Regions from separate parts of the Mus musculus genome. Here regions 2 and 3 are each linked to region 1. A link is a contact called in public ChIA-PET and promoter capture Hi-C data. All regions are on one chromosome and are shown on one strand. The core of a region is the stretch at or near the end of the contact, and the rest is flanking DNA. Distances in the headings are between cores, read along the strand shown. Region 1 holds the start of Arl6 (ADP-ribosylation factor-like 6). Region 2 holds the start of Gabrr3 (gamma-aminobutyric acid (GABA) receptor, rho 3). Region 3 overlaps Gabrr3 (gamma-aminobutyric acid (GABA) receptor, rho 3).

Region 1 (2,925 bases), core at 250-2,749:
TAACAGCAGAGACCGCACAGCTCTTCTAGGGGACCAGAGTTTGACTGAGGCTCTCAAGCACCTGTAACTCCAATTCCAGGGCTGGTCACACATTCTGGATTCAACAGGTACTACACAACATGAACAATTATTACATAGAGAGGTGGGGGGAGAGGAGAGAGAACATGGTATAAAGTTGATACTGACGTAAACTATGCCTTAAAGGATAAAAAAAAAGAAAAAAGAAAAGAAAACCCAGCATATTCGCTAGATTAGGAACAAAATATACCTTCAGCTTAAAAAGTCTTACTGTATGTATTGTATAACGCTGGCAAAATTGATAGCTAAAGTAAACTTGGCTAAAATGAAACAACTCCTGTTCTTGAATCAAGAACACTTAGGTGTCTGAGCTGCTTTCTGAGAAGAATCAGCTTTCCAAAGGATTAGGTGGTTACCAGAAAAGCACTGAAGATTTAACATGTTATCCACATGTTAAGACCTTAGCGTTAAGCTGCAGAGAAAGATGAGATGAGACAGAGAAAAACGCCAGAAATGCTACTTTAAACATGATAGTAGTGTGGGCTGTTGAACATTCTTACTACCCCAATAAAACAATCTTATTAAGTTAGAAAATTTGATGATGAAATTTCAACCAAATTATTCATACATCATATAAAAAGGTCCGTCTTGGGCAGCGTTAAAGTCAACCAAACAAGCAAACAGCATTGGCCCAAAGCAGTTCAATACATTTTCGAAGCTCCTTGGTATACATCACATAAACTCAATTTTTTCCCCATCTCTCACAGATGAGAGATGATCTAACTCACTTAGATTCAAAAATACGGGTAATAGTTTAGAGTAATTCTAAATCGGACAGGGAGCGGGTATTCTCTGTCTACCAGGGTGGAAATGGCTGCGAACAGGTAGCGGGAACTTTTTGAACTAGTGGATCCTGCCGCCGGTTCCACAGCGCTACAGACACCGTGGAAAGGTCGTGTTCATGTTATCAAGGGTGAAGCTGATGGCGTGAAAAATCATACCCAACAGAGCTGAAAGAGAACACACAGATGATGGTGAAGAGAGAGAAAAAGCGGGGTGCGGATGGAGGTACCTGATCTTTGACGCCAATCCAAAGGCCAAGGGGCTGACAAGGACAGGAAAGGACGCACTCTTGTACCCGTTTCCGCGGTGGGATCTTCCCCGGAGCCTCAGCCTTCCTCTCTATGCCTCCGTAGGAAGGTTCCCTTGTCCCAAGCACAGCCCCTTCTACAAGTTGGGAGAAACAGCCGGTTCACCCAGGATGCGAGCATCAGTGGCTGAGCAGGCGCCCCGGCGCGCGGCGTTCCCTTGGCAACGGGAGCTTCTTCCGGTCCCAAAGCCACGCCCACCCGGGCGTCGTAGGTGTCCGCCCACAGGTTCTCCTTTCTGCGGCTGGAGAGCTCTGGGTAAAAAAATTAATGGCCTGATTCCCGCAGAGGAACTCTGTTAGCGAGAGTGTGAGCACGGAAGACACGGGGAGCCGCCACTGCATTGGGAGCCGAGTGGTAGCTCCCGTGCTGCTGGGACGCAAGGGAGCTGGAGGCGCGCGCACAGCCTGCCGGGAGGCGTGCGGGGCGGCCTTAGCTGCGCGCGCATCGCTGGTTGCTGGCCTCCGGGGTTCTGGTTAGCGCTTTTGGCCGGACTGCCATATCTGTGGGTGGCAATGTTTTGGCTTGACCGCCCTCGTCGTGGGCGGCGTGAGGCAGGGAAAGGATCTACTTAGATATGCTACTCCCATTACACAGAGCCTTTCCTAGGCTCAGCTAGGCCTGAGAGCGAGCGAGCGAGCTCTGCAGAATACAGTTGTAAGTACAGGCAGGAGAGGGAAACTGGTCAAAACCAGTCAGTATTTAAAAACAGAAACATTATTTGGCAAAGGAAGTGTGACCCTGTCCCTAGTTCTTAGCTGTCTGTTGTCCCGGATATTAACTAACACCAGACATGAGTTTGTGGATCAGAGAGTTTGATAGTTACCGTTCTTAAAATCACTTGGAGTTTATAGCAATAGAAATAATTTGTGCTAATTGAAAGTTTTTTAGATAGACACTTTCCCGCCCATTTGCATTGTTCCCAACAGACAGGCTACAGATGCAACAATTAAAGATCTACATTTTATTTTATTTATTTTTACTTTTTTTTTTTTTTTTTGACTTCAAACTAGCCATTTCCCCCATCCTACTCCTCAATGAATGACTGCATGACAAACTTGTATTTGAAAAGTTTCATCTCTTCATATCACTTGTTAGCATAAATGTGGGATGTTACTTTACTGGTTTTACCAGTTAGTATGTTCAACTACCATACTTGTTTTTCTGCCCGTTAAGGAAGCTGGCCGATTATTTGGACTTGGAGTAGGGTGAAGAAACTGAAAGGAATTCCATCAAAGAGATAGTGGTTAAGACACTGGTATATGCACTGCGGTAGAGTGCTTTTCTGGTGCCTTTCCAAATTCCTTAGTACTCCTAATGTGGAGTAAGGTCTAGTTCTGGTCTCCTGACTCTTGTAAGGCAAAAACCAGACTGAGTGAACAAAACTTCTATAGTTTGTACATCCAAAGGTAGTAACATAAATGCCCTTGTTAAAACAGAAAATGGAAATATACTATACTCTGTGGTCTAGTAAAATTACCCTTTGTGTATATTTCATCTTTGTCTTCAAAAATGTATCTAATCTAGTGGTTTTGAGGACAAAGGAAAGAAAAAAGTATGCATGTCTGACCAATAGATAGCACGTGTTCAATAGATAAGCTTCCTTCGTTGTGAATTTTTTATTACTCAAAGAAAATCAGCTCAGTTCCTGATGTGGTTGTCCTTTAACTTCTGGCCCCAAATGCAGGGGTTCCTAATTTACCAGGAACTATTAAACCGCTTCTCTTTGGCTCACTTTGACAAAACTTGGATGCTTATT
Region 2 (2,925 bases), core at 123-2,622, 230 kb before region 1:
ATCTTTTAATACCTCAGTTGGAGAAAGTTAATGTCACTGGATATCCATTCCGTGACATTTACATCCACGCTGTATGCAGCCTAGCTGTCTGCCTTCTTGACATAAGCTGGGATCATCTGGGAGAAAGGAACCACAATTGAGAAAATACCTCCATGGGCTGGAGAGATGGCTCAGCGGTTAAGAGCACTGACTGCTCTTCTGAAGGTCCTGAGTTCAAATCCCAGGACTGGGAGAAAGGAACCCCAATTGAGAAAATACCAACATGAGATTGGCCTGTAGGCAAGCCTCTGTGGCATTTTCTTGGTTAATGATTGGTTGAAGTGAGAGAGCCCAGCCCATTGTGAGTGGTGTTGCCCTGGGCCAGTGGTACTAGCATTATAAGAAAACAAACTGAGCAAGCCTTGAGGAGCAAGCCGGTGGTACGCAGTGGTCTTCCATCATCTCGGCTCCAGTCCTGCCTCCAGGGTCTTGCTTGAGTTCCTGGCCTGACTTGCCTTAATGATGGACTAGAGAGTGAGAGCTGTAAGATGAAGTAAGTCCTCTCCTCTCCAAATTGCTTTTGGCCACAACATTTCATCACAGTAATGGAAGTCCTAACTAAGACATACAGGGAATATTAGCAGCCAGAATTTCTACTGTCTGTATGCAGGCAGCATGCATTAGGAGCATGGATGGCCCTAACTTAACACTGACAGGTTAATGTCTGGTGCATCATCCAGTACAGTAACATTTCATTTAGAGGTTGCTTACTTTATTTAACCTTAAATTGAATTACTTTCGTTATGAATAAACCATCATCATAAAATGTTGATGTTTACTTGAAAATGATAGTAATGTGAATTTCTATTGTGCAGAGAGGCCTGTGTGTTGGAGGAGAGGAGATGATTCCTTTCGGGATTAAATGAAGCTGTGAGATAAAGGGAAAGGTCTTGCAGTGTGTAATTAAGATTAAATTAATCATCTTCCTCTCATTAAGCATATTATTTTACAGAGTCATTACATATATTCAAATTATATTGCACCGGATTAAGAGGATTAGAGCCTAACCTAGCTTCTTTGTCTGCTGAGGGCAGCAGCTGAGAGTTTATTGAGTGGGGAATCAAGCATGCGACCAAGAACTGTCCCTGGGAAGAGGGCAAACGGAAGGTGTTGCCTTGTTTTCTTTACATTGCCAATGAGGCAGACAGACACAGCCTGTGAGTGATGCCAATCTACTTATCTATGAAACAACAAGCAGCATTGAGGGCAACGTCTGCTTGTCTCTTCTTATTCATTTTCGTGACCTGATATCTATTTTTTGAAAGACACATGGTCAGGACATTTCACTAGCTGTGTTGGTGGCACATCCCTGCCTTCCTTCCTCCTGGAAGACATGGTCCTGGCTGTTTGGTTGGTCTCCTTCACCTACACCTGGATCACACTGATGCTGGATGCCTCTGCCATCAAGAAACCCCATCAGCAATGTCTCTCTTCACCGAAACAAACCCGGTAAGATATGGAAAGAGAGTCATCAGTGATTTCCCAGTTTCTCTCCATAGCTGCCTCGGACCCTCTGCTAATCTAAAAACATCTCTTTAGGGGAAACCCATCTTTGTCGAAGTACCTGTGTCTGAAATAGCACTGACCCATCAGAAGAAATGGTCAACATCTGCAAGTATGGGATCTCCCATGTCCGGCATTATTTCTCTAGTTGTATTTATTTAGGTAGCATACAGTTAAATGTTTTGCATCGACACCATCTTTCAGGGAGCCTATTGCTCCAATGAGAAATGCACTCATTGCTAGGAATGTTGCTTATTTACAATTTCTTTACATGTTTGAATTAGTAGTCTAAGAAATGACTTTTCTTGTCAGTTTTGTGGAGGGAAACTTGGTTTTAGATTTTGAAGAGAGAGTGTAAGAAAGCATTCAGACCATTTGTTACCTGTTGAAAATAGTGCTCAGAAATGTAAATACCTTTCCAAAGATCAACATATCATTATTGTTTTTTGTTTTTTTTTTCCCATCAGTATCATGAGATGCCAGGCTATTTACAGGGAACCATTGGCTATCAATAGATTCTAGGAAAGAAGGAATCACTGATTTAGTTCAGTACCTTCTGATGTGTTTATAAAAAGATAAAGGTGTATAAGATATGTTCTATGGGAGCTGTGGTAAGGCATGGGGTAAGGGGGTGCCTCGGTGGGCCCATGCCAAGGCATCCCTTCCCCCTGAGGGACCAGCCACACCACGGTATAGTATAGAATAGAGTTTATTTAGGGCATGGAGAGGGGAGTTAAGAGAGTAGTAGAGGCAGAGAAAGGCAGAGAGAATGAGAGAGAGAGAGAGAGAGAGAGAGAGAGGCTGGCCTTGACCACGGGGAGAGAGGGGGAAGGGAATGGGGAGAGTGGGGGAGCAAGAGGGAATAAGAGTCAAGAGAGAGAGGAGCGGGCAAGCAGCCCCTTTTATAGTGGGTCAGGCCTACCTGGCTATTGCCAGGTAACTGTGGGGAGGAGCATACCTGGCTATTGCCAAGTAATTGTGGGGTGGAGTTTAGATAGAATGCCAACACCTTCTTAGCTGCCAACAGAGAGCTCCAAACACGAGGTCACAGAGACAGCCTGGTTCATCTCAGTGGGTTGCAAAACAAAACTAACCAGAGAGAAATGTGTTTGCACGGTGGGGCGTGAGTAGTGGGGGAGAGGGGTGGAAGATAAAAGTAGTTAGTGTGCAAGATGTGTGTGTATGGCATTGTAAATAACAGCAGAGAAGCTAGAGAAAGCACCCAAGGAGCTGAAGGGGTCTGCAACCCTATAGGTGGAACAACAATATGAACTAACCAGTACCCCCAGAGCTCGTGTCTCTAGCTGCATATGTAGCAGAAGATGGCCTAGTCGGCCATCACTGGGAAGAAAGTATTGAAAACTTTATATGCCCCAGTAAAGG
Region 3 (2,925 bases), core at 314-2,813, 190 kb before region 1:
TAAAGTCACTGGTCCATACCAACACTGGGGAAATTTGAATAATCTACAGCATGAAAGACAAATGGGGGAAAATGTGTAAAAAGGGAAAGATTTTCTTGTTTAGTTTTTTTCTAATGCAGTGAGTGAGTGGCTAATGCAAGGACCAGACACTGAAGTAAATGGGGATCACTTGTCTATTTCTTAGACTCTGAAATATACCTTCCTGCTCTTGCCTTCCACACGATGTTTATACCACATGGATCTTTTGTTTTATTTATTATTTTAATTTTATTTTTACTTTTTATTTAATCTTTTTTTACAGTCCAGTTTTAACCCCCCTCCCAGTCCACCTCTAACTGTTCCACATCCCATACCTCCTCCTCCCATCTCCACAAGGATGTCCCCCCATCCCTCCAACCCCACCCCACCAGACAACCCCACTCACTGGGGCCCTAAGTCTCCTGAGGGTTAGGTGTATCTTCTATGAGTCCAAACCCGGCAGTCCTCTGCTGTATATGTGTTGGGGGCCTCATATCAGCTGGTGTATGCTGCCTGGTTGGTGGCCCAGTGTCTGAGAGATCTCAGGGACCCAGGTTAGTTGAGGCTGTTGGTCCTCCTACAGGGTTGCCCTCCTCCTCAGCTTCTTCCAGCCTTTCCCTGAATCTCTTACTGTTACTTCAATTTGTTCTTTGACAATTTTCTTCATGGATATTATACATACCGAATACTTTCACCCCAGACCCTCTCCTATCTTCTTAGTCCCACCCTACCCCCCTCATATCTCTCCTCTCTCCCTCTCCTCTACAAATCTTTTCTTGACACCCATATCTGTTCATTTTGTTTTCTCCCATTTAGTTTAGCAAGGGTTGTATATATGAAGCTATCTGTTGGAGCTTCATGGGCTCAGCAATGGATATACAACTAAAGACAAGGAGTTTCCCTCTTCCAGAATCTACTAATAATCAGTAGTTCAGTTGTAATGGGTACATTCCCCATGAGTTCGTCCTTCAACCATGACTAGTTTTGAACAGGACCAGTTTGCTGTGAGCCCAGTGACAGTACCCACAGTAGGTCAGCGTTCATGATTGCATTTGTTCTATAGAATCCAGAGGATGGCATTTCTCAGCCATTCACCACACCTCCCAGCTCTTCTCTCATTTCTATCCCCTCTTCTACAGTTTTCCCTGAGTGCTTTAGGAGATAATGTAAATGTCTTGTCCAGGGCTGAGCCTTCAATCATCACTTACTCTTAGCACCTTGAGTATTCAGACATCTGTATTCACTGCAAGAAGAGAATTGTCTGATTGAGCTAAGAGTAGCGTTTGCCTGTGTGTATAAACACGGGTATTCAGAAGGCAGTTTGATGCTGTGTTAATTTAGTTAAACAGTAGTAGTACATTCCCTCTCTTGAACCCATCACTTCTCTAGGAATGCGCTGTTAACATACTACAATATCATACATGGATTTCCTCCCATGGAATGAGCATTAAAACCAACGTAAGGTGGTTTGTTAACTCCAATAGTCACCCTATTGTACGGGTGGTTATATCTTTCCTATCAGACTGGCTTTGTGGTTCACAGGTTTCACGGTTGGGTAAGAGAGTAGAACCATTTCTCCCCCTCTAGCCTGCATAGCACATTTCAGTACTTTGAATGCTAAACAACAGCCAGGAAGTTTTCAGCTCAGTGTCAGCTTATTTTCTTTATATCTGTTGTGGTGTGCTCAGTAATAGGATCTTACACTCTAGTTGGGGTAAGGAACCAAGAGGGCTGCCAAGAACTTGTGTAGTTTGAGTGCCCTCGGGGATCTCCATGAACAACTCCTATAAATGTATCCCAAGTGGGAATGTGTTTAGTCAACCCACTGTGTCTACGAGAATTGCCTGTCTGTGCATGATAACTTGTTCTTCTGTCGTCTCTGTTTTTCATTTGGGTTACAAGTAGTAAGCTTTCATATGGCTTTTTTTTTTAAACACATCCTTTATTAGGCTAATTTTCTCTGCCCTCCCGTCTTACCATGACATCCACTACATGACTCCCACCTTAAACCTGCTTTCATGCCCAGTGTTTCCCCCTCTGCCTTTTGCTTTTGCTATCCCTTTCATTTAGAGCAAGCCAGCCTAACACATCCCTTTCCTTCTCCTGGCTTCCCAAGGCACTCCAACATAAACAAACAGAACTAAAGAGGTAAAACTAAGATCTGCACCCGGAAGAGAAAGGGAAGCACTTGTACTTTTGGGTCTGGATTATGTTGCCTGGCCCAGTTCCATCCATTGAACTGAAAAGGTATATAGGCAGGTATCTCTACAGTTTGCTAGAACATCCTTTGGAGTTATACCTAGAAGTAGTACAGCTGGTTCCTATGGTAATTGTAATTCTAGTCCCCCCAAACACACACACACTTTTTTTTTAACTTCTTGAGAAACCTCCAGATAGATTTCCACAGCAGCTTCAACCACTTATACTTCCACCAACAGTGTAAAATAATTAATTCCTTTTTCTTCACAACATTTGTATTTACAGTGATAGCCATTGTAACTAAGATGAAACAGAATTGTAAAATAATCTAAATCTATATTTTTTTGGGATAGTTAGGATGCTGGACACTTCTTGAAGTGACTCCTTGACATTTATATTTCTTCTTTTGTAGAACTCTCTTTACTATTATAGCCATTTTTAATTAGATTATTTGATTAACTAGTGTTTAAATTAATTAATTTGTTGTGGTTTGAATAGGTTTGCTCCCCCAACCCCCACACCATAGACTAATGTGTATGAATTCTTGGCCCATGAGTAATGGCATTACTAGAAGGTGTGACCTTGTTGGAGGGCTTGTGTCACTATTCAGGTAGACTTCAAGGTCTCGTAGGCTTAAGCACTGCCCATTGTAGAATTCTAGCCTCCTCCTGGCTGCCTATTGGACACAGTCTCCTTCTACTGCATACG

What was found. ChIA-PET counts read pairs in DNA pulled down with a chosen protein or histone mark. Capture Hi-C pulls out chosen DNA fragments and counts their contacts.
Region 2: a contact with region 1 is called in a promoter capture Hi-C map of liver. The contact joins the promoter of Gabrr3 here to the promoter of Arl6 in region 1. A contact is called at or near these places in 13 of 39 promoter capture datasets (the 3T3-L1 cell line, 3T3-L1-derived adipocytes, the C10 cell line and 7 more), 8 of 484 Hi-C or Micro-C datasets (the MC38 cell line, bone marrow-derived DN3 thymocytes, bone marrow-derived macrophages and 5 more), 5 of 115 datasets of contacts at active chromatin or transcription factors (CD8 T cells, bone marrow-derived macrophages, fibro-adipogenic progenitors and 2 more) and 5 of 9 other capture datasets (adipose tissue, embryonic stem cells, liver and 2 more).
Region 3: an RNA polymerase II ChIA-PET map of effector CD8 T cells shows a contact between it and region 1, with 12 read pairs. The contact joins the enhancer-like site here to the promoter of Arl6 in region 1. A contact is called at or near these places in 9 of 39 promoter capture datasets (the C10 cell line, the HPC-7 cell line, HPC-7-derived erythroid cells and 6 more), 3 of 484 Hi-C or Micro-C datasets (CD4 T cells, the G1E-ER4 cell line and rod photoreceptor), 11 of 115 datasets of contacts at active chromatin or transcription factors (CD8 T cells, craniofacial prominence, effector CD8 T cells and 5 more) and 4 of 9 other capture datasets (adipose tissue, embryonic stem cells, liver and 1 more).

What each region holds. Positions count from the first base shown.
Region 1 is chr16:59,637,840-59,640,764 of GRCm38.p6, forward strand. Arl6 (ADP-ribosylation factor-like 6) reads right to left here and starts at 1,500. Exons shown (of 8, transcript NM_019665.3): 1 at 1,091-1,500. All of the region lies in intron 1 of 4930547E14Rik (RIKEN cDNA 4930547E14 gene), which reads left to right.
Region 2 is chr16:59,406,010-59,408,934 of GRCm38.p6, forward strand. It overlaps Gabrr3 (gamma-aminobutyric acid (GABA) receptor, rho 3), which reads left to right and starts at 1,373. Exons shown (of 9, transcript NM_001081190.1): 1 at 1,373-1,488. The coding sequence starts at 1,373. It overlaps Gm33611 (a long non-coding RNA gene), which reads left to right. Exons shown (of 3, transcript XR_384916.2): 3 at 1-152.
Region 3 is chr16:59,450,423-59,453,347 of GRCm38.p6, forward strand. The region is part of intron 8 of Gabrr3 (gamma-aminobutyric acid (GABA) receptor, rho 3); the gene reads left to right. Among named protein-coding and RNA genes, the nearest start is that of 1700022E09Rik, 17 kb to the right of the region's middle. Within about 2 kb of position 1,564, at least 16 of the 459 cell types and tissues checked have an H3K27ac peak or open chromatin away from gene starts, as enhancers often do. A contact at or near this core is called in CD8 T cells, the G1E-ER4 cell line, effector CD8 T cells and 1 more, where this site is marked.